Regions from separate parts of the Anser cygnoides genome. Here region 2 is linked to region 1. A link is a contact called in public Hi-C data. All regions are on one chromosome and are shown on one strand. The core of a region is the stretch at or near the end of the contact, and the rest is flanking DNA. Distances in the headings are between cores, read along the strand shown. Region 1 holds the start of H2AZ1 (H2A.Z variant histone 1). Region 2 holds the start of PPP3CA (protein phosphatase 3 catalytic subunit alpha).

Evidence for each region. A called contact is a pair of places that touch in the nucleus more often than the background predicts.
Region 2: a Hi-C map of liver shows a contact between it and region 1, with 3 times the contacts expected there. The contact joins the promoter of PPP3CA here to the promoter of H2AZ1 in region 1. A contact is called at or near these places in 3 of 7 Hi-C or Micro-C datasets (granulosa cells and liver).

Annotation. Positions count from the first base shown.
Region 1 is chr4:73,426,631-73,434,446 of Taihu_goose_T2T_genome, reverse strand. H2AZ1 (H2A.Z variant histone 1) reads left to right here and starts at 4,320. Exons shown (of 5, transcript XM_048066429.2): 1 at 4,320-4,513; 2 at 4,867-4,944; 3 at 5,330-5,443; 4 at 5,899-6,028; 5 at 6,157-6,571. The coding sequence starts at 4,511. The coding sequence ends at 6,218. DNAJB14 (DnaJ heat shock protein family (Hsp40) member B14) reads left to right here and starts at 7,547. Exons shown (of 8, transcript XM_048066416.2): 1 at 7,547-7,816. The coding sequence starts at 7,776. It overlaps LOC106048119 (a long non-coding RNA gene), which reads left to right. Exons shown (of 6, transcript XR_010831282.1): 6 at 39-1,868.
Region 2 is chr4:73,788,431-73,796,246 of Taihu_goose_T2T_genome, reverse strand. It overlaps PPP3CA (protein phosphatase 3 catalytic subunit alpha), which reads left to right and starts at 2,953. Exons shown (of 15, transcript XM_066996852.1): 1 at 2,953-3,373. The coding sequence starts at 3,316.

The DNA.
Region 1 (7,816 bases), core at 3,071-5,570:
GTCCTTATGCTCATTTACCTTTTTTTTTTTTTTTTTAGCTACAATTATTGGAATTTAAAGACAAAAAAAAAAAAAAACTCATGGAGTCATTCTACTTGGAAATGAACCAATCTGTAGCTGCAGATCCCAAATTTTGGCAAAAGTAAGCGCCTGAGCTACTGTTACCATTGCTCATAAAGGATTATCTGCAGTAGATGCATCCTGACACCTGACCTAGCTCAATGAAATTATACTTTTCTCTGTACAGTCAGGTCCTGGTGCTTGCAGTTCTTCATTGCAGGTGATGGCAGTGATACTTGGGTAAGTGTTATTACTTGCACATTAATTAATTGCACGTTATCAGTGAGGGGCATGCTGCTTGTGCTATAAGCCAGATGTGGCAGTGGTTCTCATGCCTGCAGTGAGCTTGAGCTGCTTCTCTGCAAAAATCAGCCTTCAGCACAAGGAAAAAGTAAATCGGGTTGTCAATGCAGCAGCCAGTGATGGCTGTAGTAGCTGCCTCCTACCAGCACAGAAGAGTTGGATCACTTCTCTCTGCCATGGCTTTGGCAAGGAAAGGACAAGGGGCAGGTGGCGTTTCTATTTCCCCTTTCATCTACAGCAAACAAGTTCTGAAGAACGACTTCCATCTCGTACAAATGAGCATTTTGATTGAAAACCTGGAGCCAGCCACGTTCAGGAAAACACAATTTTCCTCACGTTTCTTTTTCACTTGAAGGCTTTTGCTAATCATGTGGTTTCTCTTTTCCTCCTTGCTGTGTCAGTGTGGTTAGGGCTGGAAGCACTTAAATGCTCCATTTCAGTTGAAAGGTGGAGATTGAGTGCTGGAAGAAGACTGGGTGGCTGTGACTGGAAGGAGTTAATAGGACAACATCACTGTTCGGGACAGCTGGTGCCTAGACTGAGTCCCAGAGAGACAAGAAAGGAAAGAAGAATAATGGATTGCACTGAAACCCGTATGTGAACACTGTGTTCATCCCTTCTCGTTTGTTTTCTTGAAGTTTGCTGTGCTTTGTCCCGAATGAAGAAACATATAATTGTTGAAAGAATGGTAGATGAAGGCTACGAAACCAAAATAGGCCATGCCCTTAGCACATTGCCAGTTCAAACCAAACACATTGACCTCGCCACCTCAGACAGAGAGTCCAGGCGCTGCCTAGGAGTGTCAGTGGCGGATCAGCCTCAAGGAGTTTTTCCAATTCACTTTGTTAGGAAAAGAAATGGGTATAACCAAATCGATATAACTGGTACGAGTCTGTTTAATCAAAGTGTCCCCTAGGCACCGGTAACATGGGGCAGATTGGATTCACCCTACTTGTTCGCCAACTTGAATGTGGTTGAGTGCGTACTCACATATGGCTTTACAGCACAATATAAAACAGTGTGAATACTCCTTATCTCAGTTACCCTGCTGGATGGAGCTCAAATGGAGGTAGCAAGGGGGACCGAGGTGTGCAGCAGCAAGGCCTTCCTTGCAGGGCAATGGGCAGGAGGTGGGCAAGGACTCGTAGCTGGCATAGTCTCTGACAGGCTCTGGTTTCATTTTGCCTAACTCTCTACAGCCTCCCTTCACAGCTGGCTAAACAAGAATGAGATAAAAATCTATTCAGACCTGTCATTATGGCGTTATTAATAGCAGACAGAAGAGTGTACAATAAGCAAGACCATAGGTATAAGGGGAGCTTGAGTCTCTCTGATAATCAGCATGCACACATTGTCTGCAGCTCTATTACGGAGATATGTGAAGCTGTTTCCAGATACCAGATTAACAAACGTATCTGTTAAACCCAACAATTGCCCCCATTCATCATCACGCACAGCACCACAGTGCTAGCAGAGAGCAGGTGATCCTCCTGAACCCAGGCACGGCAGCCAGCAGGGAGACCTGACGGAGACCGCCCTTTAAGGTGCAGCTGTGGGCACCTGTACTGCTTCTTCGTCCATTTTAAATGGCAAATAATTTTGCCCAGAGGTCATAGACTTGTGATGTATCCAGACAACACCACATTCATGGCCTGGTGGTTAGTGAGGGGTGGGAAGGGGTCCCTGCTTTACAGGATGTGTCCATGCTTCAGGGGTGAGTGAAAATGAGTGTTAGCCCCCAAGGTAATCAGATTAAGTAGCAGACAGAGCAGAAAGGAAAGCGGCACTGCATCCCCAGTCTCCAAAGAGGTGCCAAAAAACAGAGGGGAAAGCAATTACATTTTGCAAGAAATCATCAGTCCCCAGGACAGGCCTAGGCGAAGCACTGGTAAGTCACATCTTCCCCCGAGCATCGCCCAGGTGTGGGGGTCAACTCTTACACAGTGACAAACTGGGGAACTACTTTTTGGGGCATAGCCTTCCCTGTGAAGTCCATAGGGAGCTTCAGCCTCTCACGCAGCGTGCCCCTGGAGTTCATCCAATTTCCCTAAAAGTACCTTACAGGCTCCTGTCCTTTATTGCGTTGGACATGCTACACAACAGAATAAAGAAATGCTTCCCTTGTGACCTGGTGTGCTCCAGCTAGATGTTTGAAAACCAGAAATGTCAGAAAATAGATCTGTAAATCCATACGGTAAGCAAAACCTGTGTCTACCCTATACTTTGCAGACAGAGGAAAATTAAACCTGCACATTGTCCAAGCTGATCAGAGGGACCTATCAATGTTAATTGGACCAACAAATGCCAATTTACTGTGCTCTGCCCCATTGAAGCGTATCTTCCCACCGCCACCACAAGGTGGTTATGCTATAAAAGCCATCTGAGTTAGTTTTAATTTCTCTCTTCTTAAATATTAGGCAGGGAGTTGTGGCAAGAGGCTTATTAGCTAGCATGGGGTGATCCGAGACTAGTTTCACATACTGTGGCATGTCTCTAACCCTATATATACTGCATTCAATACATACACACCTTTGCATTGGCTTAGTAGCTACATGCCCTGGTCTGTGGTGTGTGCTGAACGGGGCTGTGCTTGCTGGAAGCCCACTGAGCAAAGCAGCACCTCAGGTGTTACGCTGCTTTGCCCACATAGTCCAGGCTGTAAGGGACCCGGGTGGCTGAAAGCACACGGCCGCAGCGAGCTGCTGGGGAAGCGCATGAGAGGCCTGTGTCAGGGATCATCTCCAGCTGGTAGGAGACGGACTCCTTCGTCTGCTTTCTAGCACTTCCCTGTACAGAAAACAGGGAGAAAATCAGCTTTCTCCTCCTACGTCTCTGTTGCCAGAGGGTCGTGTGACAGGAACTTGGCTTCTGTTGCCCCTAAGGGAAAGGGCGAATCAAGCCTTGCTAGAGGCACTTCGGACAGGTCCCGTTTTTTAAAACAGCAGGTGGAACGAGACTTTGACTTCCACAGGTTTCTGTAAAATCTTTATTTTTTTATTTTTTAAACTCAAAAACCCACAACTCTTCTTTCTTGCTGAGGGGAAAGCACAGGCAACTAATGCTTCAAATAGAGGCACCAGACAGTTACATAAAATGCCAGCCTCCTGCAGGTAGGAGTGTCTGATCCCAGCTTGGCCCTGCCTCTCTGTGCTTGTGGAGGTGGGTTTTTACCCCAAAGCCGCATCAGCACGTTGAAAGTAGACAAGTTGTGTCGGGAAGAGTAGCCCTACCATAACTTTATGCGTTTTGAGTATCTCCTGTTAAATGTCTGTCTGCCAGAGTACTCCTCGTGCTTGGGACCTTCGATACTGAGGCAGAGGACATGCGTATCATCTCCTACTGAGGTGACTGAAGTGTTTTGTGACTAGGTTGGTAACGTGCGTGGCTCGTGGTTAGGCTGGTAATACTGAGCTACTGGGTTGGCAGGCTGAGCCGCTCTTCCCTCCCAGAGCTGCCCAGTTCATGAGGTTTTACTGGGATTTCCCCCTGGATACGCGCAGGGGACCTGTGAGGTGTACGGTGTCGCGGAACACAGCACAGTGTGCGGTTATTGACTTGGCGCTGAGGGAGGCAGATGAACTGGGGACCCCTCCGAGCGAGCTCTGAGGTGAAATGGCTTGGCTGCTTTTTTGTGAAGCAGGGATGACGGCGCCGTGCTGGAGGCGGCACCTGAGACAAGACACGGGGCTAAGGGTCCTTGTGAGGGGGACGCGGCCACGGGCGTGATGTTAATTAACTGTTACGCAGTTAATAGACAAAGGGGCGCGACGCTGAAGCGATGTCCCCGGGGCCCCCCCCCGTAAGAAAAGGCGGGCGCCTGTCCCTTTAAGCGGGGGCGGGGCCTCTCCCGCAGCGCCGCAGAGGGCCGCAGAGCGCCGCCGGCCCCGCCCCGCGCCGCCATTGGCTGTCGCTGGGGGAATCGCCCCGCCCCCGCGCGCTGCGATTGGCCGGCGGCGAGGCCGGGGTTCCCGGATGCGGGCGGCCGGGCGGTTATAAAGGGCCGGGGGAAGGCGGGAGCGGGCGCAGTTTGAATCGCGGCGGGCAGGGGCAGGTCGGTGCTGTGGGCCGGGCTCGGTGCGTGCGGGACGCTCTCCTCATCCTCTTCCTCCTCCGACGGCACCCGCGCGGCGCCGCGCTCCGCTTCGCGATGGTGAGGAGACGGGGAGGTTGGGGGGCGGGGAGAGGGGCGTACGTGCGGCAGCGCCGCCGGCCCATGGCGGGGGCCGAGGGGGGGCGGCCGTTGGCGGGAGAGGAGGGCAAGGCTGGCGGCGTGCGCCGCGGGCCGTTACCTGCCGGTAGGCGGCGGCGGGGGGGGGGGGGAAGGGGGAGCCGCATGCGCAGTGGTGGCACCGGGGAGAGGGAGGGGCGGCCGCGCATGCGCCCTGGGGCCGCTGGATGTGGCGGGCAGCGCGCAGGCGCAGGGTGGAGGGGAGGGGGGGAGGAGGGGAGCGCATGCGCGGCGCAGCGCTGCGGCCTCCCTGACGCGTCCGCTGTCCTCGGCAGGCTGGTGGCAAGGCCGGGAAGGACTCCGGGAAGACCAAGACCAAAGCGGTGTCCCGCTCGCAGCGCGCCGGGCTGCAGGTGAGCCGAGGTGGGGTGGGTACGGCGAAGTGGGGCTGGCCTTGCATCTGCCCCCCCCCCGTACCGTTTTGAGTCCTGCTGACAGCCTTCGGACTGCCTGGAGTGGTGTAAGGAGCTGTCCCCCTCTGTGCTTTTAAGGCATGTCTGTGCTGGGGTAACAGCATGGCCTTGCTGCCGACGTGGAGTTGAGAATCTAGCTAGGGACGCTATGCAAAGCACTGAGATTGCGTTATGTACAGCAAGGCATCTCTGGTGTTACAGCTCAGCTCGCTTCGGTTGTGCATGTTCTACTAGGGATCTGTTGCCCAGCATCTGTTTCAGGGTGGTTTATTTCTTTCGTTATCTCTGCAGTCACAGCCTGTTCATGCTTCTGTTACTTTTCTAGTTCCCTGTAGGCCGCATTCACAGGCATCTGAAGTCTAGGACTACCAGCCATGGGCGTGTGGGAGCCACAGCTGCTGTGTATAGCGCTGCGATCCTGGAGTACTTGACAGCTGAGGTAAAACGTCTGCCAGGGGTGCACGCAAGCTGTTCGGGTCCAAAATGGCACAATGACCAGAACCTCCTGTCTCTTGAAAATCTGGACTGGGGTGTGAACTCTTCACTCACTTTGAGCCAGTTTTAGCCGTGTGCTTCCTCAGGAAGTTGCAAAGCACGCGTGGAATTTCTTGCTTTGTGTTTTATGAGGTTCAAATAGCTGTGATTTACAGCCAGGATGGAAGCGTGAAGTACTTGATAAAATGTGTAGCTGCAGCACTTCACGTCTGCTGTAAAATATTTTTTTCCTGGGGAAAACTAAAGCCACACCTTGAAAGGAGGAACCCTTAAAGATGCATTGTGTGCTGTCTTGGTGGCAGTAACAGTGCATCTGATGTAGAGAGTAAAATTGGTAATGCCATGCAGTTGGTCTCACTTGATTTGTGTAACTCATCTGAAAAACATTCTTGTCTCAAGGTTCTTGAGCTGGCAGGAAATGCATCCAAAGACTTGAAGGTGAAACGCATCACTCCCCGTCACTTGCAGCTCGCGATCAGAGGAGATGAAGAGTTGGACTCTCTCATTAAGGCAACGATTGCTGGCGGTGGTACGTAAACTGCTCGCGAACTGCTTGTGGCGAGGCCTCTAACAGATGTAGAGGTGGCTTTTCTTGAAGTGCGAAAACTAGCAAAATAGTTGAGAAATAACGTTATCTTATTTGTTGCTCTCCTGTAGGTGTAATACCGCATATCCACAAATCTCTCATTGGGAAGAAAGGACAACAGAAAACTGTCTAAAGGCTACGAGGATCCCTTGTTATCTCAGGACTCTAAGTACTTATTGTCCAGTGTTGGTGATTCCAGTGGACTGTATCTGTGAAACACAACTTTGCCTTTTTGTAACTTTAAGAAGCTGAAGCTCACCTGAGCTTTCTAACAAACCAAATTTCTGCATTGAAGTCTTAACCGTATTTAAGTGTTACCATGGCTTCAGAGAAGCTATTGTATTTGCAGTGGGTTTTGATTGAGCTGACTGTTTTTAGATTGGTTTGACTAAGTAAATGGAATTTGACTAAGTAAATGTTTTGGTTTTGTACAGACTTTTCATCCACTAGAGTGGAAATATTCAATAAATGTTATATGAATACTGACCGTCTCTTGTCCACTAACTGAAAAATGGTTGGGCTCTGCAATGCTGCTCTTGGAGAGCACGTGGCCCCGCAGCCTGTGAGCTGTACCTGAGGTGTGGGAAACGCTCTCCTTGTGAAGTACCACACTTAGTAAATGTCACCGGTAGAAACGGTGTGCATGTTCTGGCAAGAGCTGTTTTAACTTTGCATACCCCAGTCGTGTATCTCAGTGTGAGTTCCCTTCAGCGAGGCAGCTGTAAGGCTTCTGCTGCTGGAGGATGGTTTTGCTTGATGGCAGCCCTCACAGAGGGAGGGGTCTATCACGAAGTGGGGAGAAAGGTGAGCCGAAGGGATGGATGTTGGTAAGTAGGTGGTGTCAGCCACTTTTCTATGGGAGACCCTAACCTTTTTTGCCACTTTTTGTAAAAGACTGTGAAGACATCCATGAAAAGGCACGTACTGCAGCAGTGTCTGCTGGCTCTTGATACACTAACCCTGAGGAAGTCTAAAACCAAAGCAGCAGCAGCCAAGTACCTCCTCCTTGACACTTGTTTTGTTTTCCCACAGCCAAGGCAAAGCCTGCCTGGCTGCAGTGGTGTGGGCTGGAAAGCGTTCCCTCTGCCTGCAACCCTACAGTTAGGTGCCAGGCTCCATGACTTAAGGACACGGGCACAGCTGCGGTTGGAGCTCACCGCGCGGCAGCAGCACCCCCAGCGCTCGGGCGCTAACGGGGCGCTATTCGCACCCCTGGCTCCCTGCGAGCCCGCTATTTAAGGACGGGCCGCGCTGGGGGCGGGGAGCTCGTGCCCCCTGAGGCCGAGGGCTGCAGCGGCGGGGGGAGGCGAGCTCTGCGCCCCCCCCGTTCCCGTGCGGGCAGCCCGGTGAGGTCGGGCCTCCAGCGCGGTGCCCCCCCCGCTCCGCCCGTCCCTGCCGGTCCTTCCCCCGGTGCTGCCGGGGCCGGGGGGCGGCGCATGCGCGGCGCTGCCCCGGAAGCAGGCGGCGGGCCGGGCCGAGCCGAGCCGAGCCGTGCCGGGCCGCGGGGCGCCGCGGGTTGGGCCGGCAGCGAGCGGCACGGCGGGGCGAGGGGCGAGGGGCGAGGGCAGGGCGAGCCCGGCCCGGCCGAGCGAGGGGACCCCGCCGCCGCCGCCCCGCGCCCGGCCCCGCTCTGGCTTCGGGCCCCTTCTCCCTGCGCTGCGGCGGGCGGAGGCGGCGGAAGGAGAAGCCCATGGAGGGGAACCGGGACGAGGCGGAGAAGTGCATCGGCAT
Region 2 (7,816 bases), core at 1,704-4,203, 360 kb before region 1:
AATCAGTTAAGGCAACACTGGTATCCAGACTAACCTCGCTGCACATATTTTCCATGCAGCCATCATAATATTCAAGCACACTCTCGTAGTTCCCTTTACTTCCAAGATACTGCCCAAGTTACATTTATCATATGTGAAGCCAGAACTTCCAGGGGCTAAAGCTAATGTGTGAAGGACAGACTCCCTGCAGTTAGAACAGTTTTTCTCTAATAATAATGATTAAAATTTAAAATGCTATCTCTTACAATCAATACTTTTAAACAGGATCTTAATTGGTTGAGTCAGTGTGCAAACATATGGTTACATTTCTAGAGAATAATCTTCAGCTTGCTGCTGAAATAAAGTCCAGGCAACTTGACCACTGATTTTTCATGGGACACATGACAAGGTTTGGAGTCTATTAGCCCGTACATCATCATGAAACACTTGACCTAAAACGACTGCCTTCTCATTGCGTGGTCATTTATTCCTCCTTCCACTTCAGGTGGGTGCTGCTGCTTTCTGGAGCTGCTGTGTGCTTAAAAGAATTGTCACATCTCTGCTAAAATGGAAAAGAATTGCTCATATGAGGCGAAGAGGTAGGGACTGGCTTATTTCAGACTTGAAAAAAATCCCTCTTCCCCTTCTCTGCCCCACCCCCAGCTCTCACAGACCTTGTCTCCAAAACCTGTGATCAGAAGATCAGAGCTTCCAGTTTGTAATGCTGGGCTTGCATTCTACTAGGGGACGAAATGACTAACAGTGCTACTAAGGTTTCCTGATGTGAGAAGTCAAATGTGTTAGAATTTGCCCAGAAATCCACGGACCATGTTGTTTCCATTCAAAGAGGTATCTCCATGTTCTCCTCCTGTTAAATGAAATAAAGGAATCCAACAGAACTCAGATCCCATGAAAAAGAAATCCCTCTATGGTAAAGCAGGTCTTTGTGAGAAAAAGATGAAGGAAGAAGCTGTGCAGATGGGGGGAAAAGAAACATTTAAGTAGTAAGGAAGTTACACAACCTTTACTACTAACATGGATCCGAAATACAGAATTTTTCAACTTTGTTACCATTACAAGAGAACAAAGAAGGCGTTCTGTGATTTTTGTCTCTCTCTTTCCTTCCCTCATGGCAAGGATAAGGAATTTACAAATGCTCCTGAAACAAGTCATGAGGTTAAGACTGCACCAGACCTAGACAAAGTGGTGATGAGGTCTTTTACCTGTGATCTGAATCTTAACTATACCATGTATTGCAGAGGAATGATATGCGGTCCTTGGCAGTGGTACTCATCTTTGTCTTATGTAAACTTATCTGAAAACTTGTTATGAAGAAAATACCTGCAATGGGGATTCTACCTTGGAAAAGAAGACTAAATGCAACAAATGCATAAACAAGACCCTCCCTCCACAAGATAAAATGAGAGAACCTCACCTGGCCTGGATGGCATATTATAACTAAAAACTTTGAAGCAAAGGAGAAATGCTAAAAGAAGCTCTAGATGGCCTTCAGAATTCCTAGGAAGGTGCCGGAGTTGTGACACTAAATGTCCTTATATAGCTGCAACAATAGTCATAATTACTTGCTGAAAAAAAATCGGAGCTGAAGTCTTGTCCTGTGACTAATGGGGGAGCAAGTGTAAGCTGGAGACCCAGAGTCTCTGTTATTGCAGTCTATCAAGAATCCAAATGACTCATGCAAACAGCCTGCAGTCACAGAAGAACGGATCCAAACTGGTCCTCTGCGTCTCATGAAGTTGTGGCCCACAAGGCGTATGCAATACCTGAATTTACTGGCCATACTGCATTCCTGACGTGCTGCTTCTCCTTCTGCGTCCAAGTGCCGCTAAGCAGTGCCTCCCAGCAGCCAGGATGAAGGTGTGGGGCATTTCTGCCCGGGCTCTTCTGTGCGCTTGGTGCTTCACAAAGTATGCTTAGCATCTGGGGAGCTTTATACGTACCTGATGTGGGCTCTGGGGTTTATTTGGGTGTACAGGAAATACCTTGCTTGAACACTGGATTTGTTTCTTATTGTTGTGTTACCGCTGTGAGAGGAATCGCAGATGGGTGCCTTGTTCTCATGTTCATGGGACCAGAGGATGGTGGCACCACAAGGAGCTCACCACGGCTGTTGGAACAAGACTCACGCCGTCGTACTGAAGGCCAGTCACGTACGATGCCTTCTCATGTTCTGGGAAAATACCACAAGGACGGCCAACCAAACATCCCCTAGAACTGCCAGGCAAATCAAAGCTGAGAATATGTGTCATAACTGCCATGTTATTTTCTTTGTGGCTTTCTGAAGCAATAATATCTGCTAACCAAGCAACTCGAACGGCACCCCGGAGGGAAACGGGGAGCCGGGCAAGGTGTCTCTGGCTTCTTGGCTCACCTACACAGGCGTTGTTCAACAAGAGCTCTCTAAACACCCCTCTCCCCGAAGAGGCGCGCCCCGTTTTTCCTCTGTAATTAAACCCCACAGCGCAAAAACCCAACCGGAACCGCTCAGCCCCAAAAACGAGCTCCTCCTCGCCAAACACGCACCAACAAGCCCTACGCGGCGCCCACCGCGGGGCTGGGGGCTGCCGGCAGAGGCACGAAGCCTGCCTTCGGGGCACCCACAGGGACGAGGGGCGGCGGGGTCCCCCCCCCACACACCGAGCCCCCAGAGGCCCCGCTGCGGGGCGCTGCGGCAGGGCCCTGAGGCGGCGGCGGCCCCGGCCGGGGCGCACCTGGGCGGCCCCGCGGTGGGCGGGCGGGAGGCGCTACCTGACAGTGACTGGCGGCGGGGCGCGGCCAATGGCGGCGCGGAGGGGAGCGGGGCCGGGAGGGCGGCGCGGAGCCGGCAGCGGGGCCGGGGCCGGGGCCGGGGCCGGAGCGGAGGGGCCGGGGGGAGCGGAGGAGCGGGGCTGCGGGGAGCGGAGAGGCTGAGCGGGGAGAGCCTGCGGGGCGGGCGGGCGGGCGGGGGGGGGAGGGAGGGGAGACGGATCCTGACCTTAAGGAGGAGGAGGAGGAGGAGGAGGAGCCGGCGCTGCGCCGCGGAGGAAGGAAGCGCAGGGCTGCTGCGTTTGCAACCTGGCCGCCGCCGCCGGCTCGGGGCTCTGCCTGGTGCCGCTGGTGCCTGCTGACACTTGCCTGGTTCTGCGCGGGGGGAGAAGCCGGCCGCCTCCAGCAGCGGGGAGCGGGGGATAATCCGCCGCCGGAGGTCGGAGGAGGAGGAGGAGGAGGAGGAGGAGGAGGGAGGAAGGCAGCGCCGACCCAGCGGGACGCGGCAACTTCGGGCCACCTCGGAGGAGCCGGAGCCCTGCCCGCAGCGGCGGCCGCCGCCCGGCCGACATGTCGGAGCACAAGGCCACCGACCCCAAGCTGTCGACGACGGACAGGGTGGTGAAAGGTGGGTGCCGCGACGGGGTATCGCCCTCCCCGCCGCTCGGGGGGGCTCGCCGCGGGGGTCGGGGGCGTGTGGGGGGGCTCACCCCGCGGGTTGGGGTCGGGGGAGGGGGCTCAGCACGGCGTTTGGGGCCGGGGGGGTCCCCCCCCCGCTGCAGCGCGGCTCCCCCCCCTCTCCTCGCCCAGGCTGCGCAGGGCTGGCTGCAGAGCGAGGGGGAGCTCCGCCGGGTATCCCCCTTCCTCCTCCTCCTCCTCCTCCTCCTCCTCCTCCCGGTGCGGCCACCGAGGGCTCCTCGACGAGGGCACCCCCCGGTGCCGGGCGGCCCGCAGCCCCCGGCAGCCCGCAGCCTCCCCCGGCCCGCGGGGCTGCAGGGGAAGGCGGCCCCGGCACATCGGCGCTTCCCCATTTCCACGAGCCGAAGCCAAACCTTCCATGTAGACGTTATTTACCGTGTTATTATTTGGAGGTTTATATTTACGCTTCCTATTGCCGTTTTCCCCCCTTTTATTATTTTTTTTTACCCTTTTTCCTCCAAATGGAATTGCAGATGTCGTAAGAAATGCAATTGCAACCATGACACGTTTTTTTTTTTTTTTTTTTAAAGTGGCTTGGAAATTTATCTTCCAATACCCGGAATATTTATAACAAGCACTTATATCATGCCAGAAGCAGGCTTCAGAGACCTGAAGCAGCTCTGTTTAGCTGATGCATATCCTCTCTAGGTACAACAAACCCTATTGGGGAGGCTTCGTCGCCGTTATGGGGTGGCTGCCTTCTTTTTTTTTTTTTTTTTGGACTTGCTTTAAAATCTGCCTTGTTCCTGACACATGACCAAACGTCCTGATCGCGTGTGTGACAGAACTTCCTTTGACTAAAGTAGGTGTTCAGCATGAGTAAGAATTGCTGCAGAATTGGAACTGCTATCTCCATATTGACAAACCCCCCCAGTGGTTTGCATCTTAATGGGTTTTGTCAGCAACCACTCTTTTGCATTTTTTTTTTTTTTACACACGCTAATATGTTCGTAATATCTCAAAGCACCATTTTCTTAGAAAACTCAGCAGTATTGCACGAATAATTTTATAATGCAATTAGAAATCGACTTTGTTAAACTGAGAAAGTATTGAACAAAACCGAAATGCTGCTTGGGTGTCTCTTCATCTCCGCTGGTAACTGTTGTCTTGTGTCACTGTGTCACACGAAGATTTGTTTAACCGGTTCATTTTTTTATTAGATAGTGAGTTCTTCTCAAGGTCTTAAAATAGTACCTGAAGAGGGTAGCACACAGTAAACTGATTTCTTAATAGGATTATTCTTTGCTGTATCATAGGCACTCCACACTGCCTTCATATAGACTGTAAGGAAATCTAGTAAGAAAACAATTGGTGGTGATAATGGGGATAGGAAGAGGTTGCCTTGTTTCTTTTCCATGGGATGTCACTTGTGCTTTCTTGAGGTGAGCAGCTGGAATGGGCTTACAATGTTAAAATGAATAAGAAATAATAATAATAAAGGAAATAACACCTTGTTAGCACCTATGCAAATAGCCAGAGAGCCCTGATACTGTAGAAGGCAGACCAGGTTTTCTGATGGTGCTGAGGTAGAACCGTGAAAACAACTTTATTTTTATTTTTTTTTAAGGTTTCATTTCATGTGATATTTTAACTTAATTTGGAAAGGAGATGTTTGTGGCATATGGATGTAAGCTCTGGCTTAAGCTCTTCTCCGCCTGCATGCGTGCGGTTGGTTGTTTTGTTGTTGTTATTTGGCTTGTTCATTTTATTTATTTATGTGTGTGTGTGTGCGTTAAGCCCTTTCGATTTGCTGGTGCATGACAGGAGATGTCTCCTTCTAACAACAGTTCTGAGCTGGCCGGTGAAAGCCCCGGCCAGGCAGCGTTACGCAACGATGGGTGCGCTCGGGGAGGTTCCAGCTCCAGCAGCTGCCTGCAGGTTGCTCGTGGCTGCGTGCTGCCTCTTAGATGGGCTCTTGTGGGCTCCTTGGCTTTTTCTCTGCCCGAAACAATCAAGCATACCGAGGAGTGGGATATTTCTGTAGGCGAGAACTGCATCTCACACTCATTTTGCATTGCTTATTGAATTTTCTGAACTGTGCTTAGACTGATTGCAGTCCAAAATAAAACGTGCTTTTGGGAGAAGGGGAAGACGGCTGAGGAGTCCCTAATGCTTATAAGGTTTTGGTCTTCTCTCTCCTCTGTTATGCCGTTGGTGCACGATTACATCTGACAGTTTGAGTGAAATGTGCAGATCTGGGATGGTTGTGCAATGAGGGGTGCAAAGAAGAAATTCAAGTCTGTGTGTCATGTTAAGTTTTCAGAAGCAAATTAACTCTTGGTAAAGCTGGCAAAATTGTATTCTTTGGAGTTAAAGGGAAAGAGGTTCCTGTATGTGAATCTGCAGCATGCAGTTACAGTTCGAGTAGTACTTTTTTTTTTTGATTTATTTTTGTGCTCTCCTTAATGTAATATGTACTTTGTCATGAAAATTAGACAAATCATCTTTCATCTGTGGATTTATTTTTATTTTTTTCTCCTGTAGAGGAGCAATGCTTACTTGTAGTTATCAGACCATTCAAAGATGACCTGTACATTCAAATGCTTGCAGGATCAAGGCTCAGGACAACATAGTGTTGCAGCAAATGCTGACCTGGCATGTTTACAGATTGAAATTCCTTTCTTTTTTGTTAGAGGTATGATGCAGCCTTCACCCGGACAGAGCTGTTTACAAGTTCTAGTTCTCTTTCAGGATTGGGAAAGCTACTCCTTATCTACACTGCTTTAAACTCCTGAGACCTGCTAGCCAGAGCGTGGGCTCGGTTGCGCTAGTGAAGGTGGGGATACCTGTCCAGGAAAAACTGGACTGAGAATACTAGCTCATTCCTCGTGGGTCACAGAACAGCTGTCTGATGTCAACAGCTTTTGGTCACTACTGACATTAGCGAGATATGAACCCCACTGACCTGGAGGGAAAAGCTGCGTATCAGGTTACTTGACCTCCTCAAAATATTCAGTGTTGCGTTACTGCCTTCTAGAAATACTGCTCTAAAGCAGAGTAATCCTAAATCAAAACTTCAAAAGTGAGCCGTAATCGTCATACGAAGAAATAAAAGCAGTATTTCCTGGAAATCTTTCTGTTAGCTAGGTACAGTGATTGATTCTTCTTTGCAGGTCAGATGGTTGTGTGCTTTTGATTTTGATTTTTTTTTTCCTTCCCCTTTGAAGGAAAGTAGAGTTTTAATGGAATCCGTCCATCTCAGCTCTTCAGATGGGCTGCTGCCATGGCTCTTGATCCTTGGTGTTGGCAATCTCGTTGTGCATTGTGTGCTTAGGTGCACGCAGTTATATCAAGAACTGACACCCCCCAAAACGCCGGACAGCAGCCTCTGCTATCTCTGAATTTCCAACCGTGTCATTGTTAACGATCTCCTAACGTTCAGGCTGTCAGTTGTTTGTAATATAATATGAATGTCAGTTCCCAATCGATATGTTAGCCATCAGTGTTAACTTCAGATTCATGAAAGATAAAACTGGTGTTTATTGCCGTCAATAATAGGAATTAACCATGAAGTTTAGGGTTTCCATTAGTCCAGGGGAGACCTGTATGCGCTCTCCAAAGGCTGGTGTACCAGGCTGGTCTTTATAGGAGTACTGTAGAAGCCTGCCTCTGTCTTCCCGTGAATCAAATACATTTTTCTCCCACCATGCACGTACCCTGCAAGTGCTGGGCTGTCCTGTGTTTTTTGGGTAGTTCCGTGCCATGACCTGAACGTCAGTAGTGCTGGTGCATGTGGTATGTGTTCTGGTGTGAATCTAAGTATCAGGAAATCTCTGCTGAGGACCGGTGCTACTTGGATAGTTAGAGCTGTCCAGTGGCAGGAGATGGAACTGTTTTGTGCCCCTTCTCTGAGGGTGCTGAAAGTTCAATATCTGCCTGATCCTCGTGAGGGAAAGGAGGGAGTTGCGTTGTAGTGGTTTCTATTGGCATAGGAACGCTGACTCTATTTTTGTTTTAATTAATTCAATTTATCCTTGTAATGCTTAAGAATGCACTCAGAGGGAGCCTGCATCTGGGTTTAAGGGATGTTACTGAGTGGAGAACCCACCTTGAGCTGTGTGCTCCCCATCCCCTTTTACCACTCTTCCTAGGGTGGTCCCCCCCTTGGCTTTGCCGCCTTTGTAAGCAAGGACCCCCAGTACATTCGTGAAACAAGCTGTAGGAGAAGCAGTTGAGGGCAGAAAACAAGTGGATGTGCTCGCATAGTCCTTATCTTACAGGTATTTAGAAAAGAAAACAAGGCTGGCTTATTTTCTTACATGTAACTGCTGTGTTCTTGTGTCTCACGGTCAAAACTCAGTTAATGCTTATAAAACCGATGGCTTCTGTCAGCTGGACGCTGCTTAGGTATGGCAGTCTGCGTGTGTCTGAC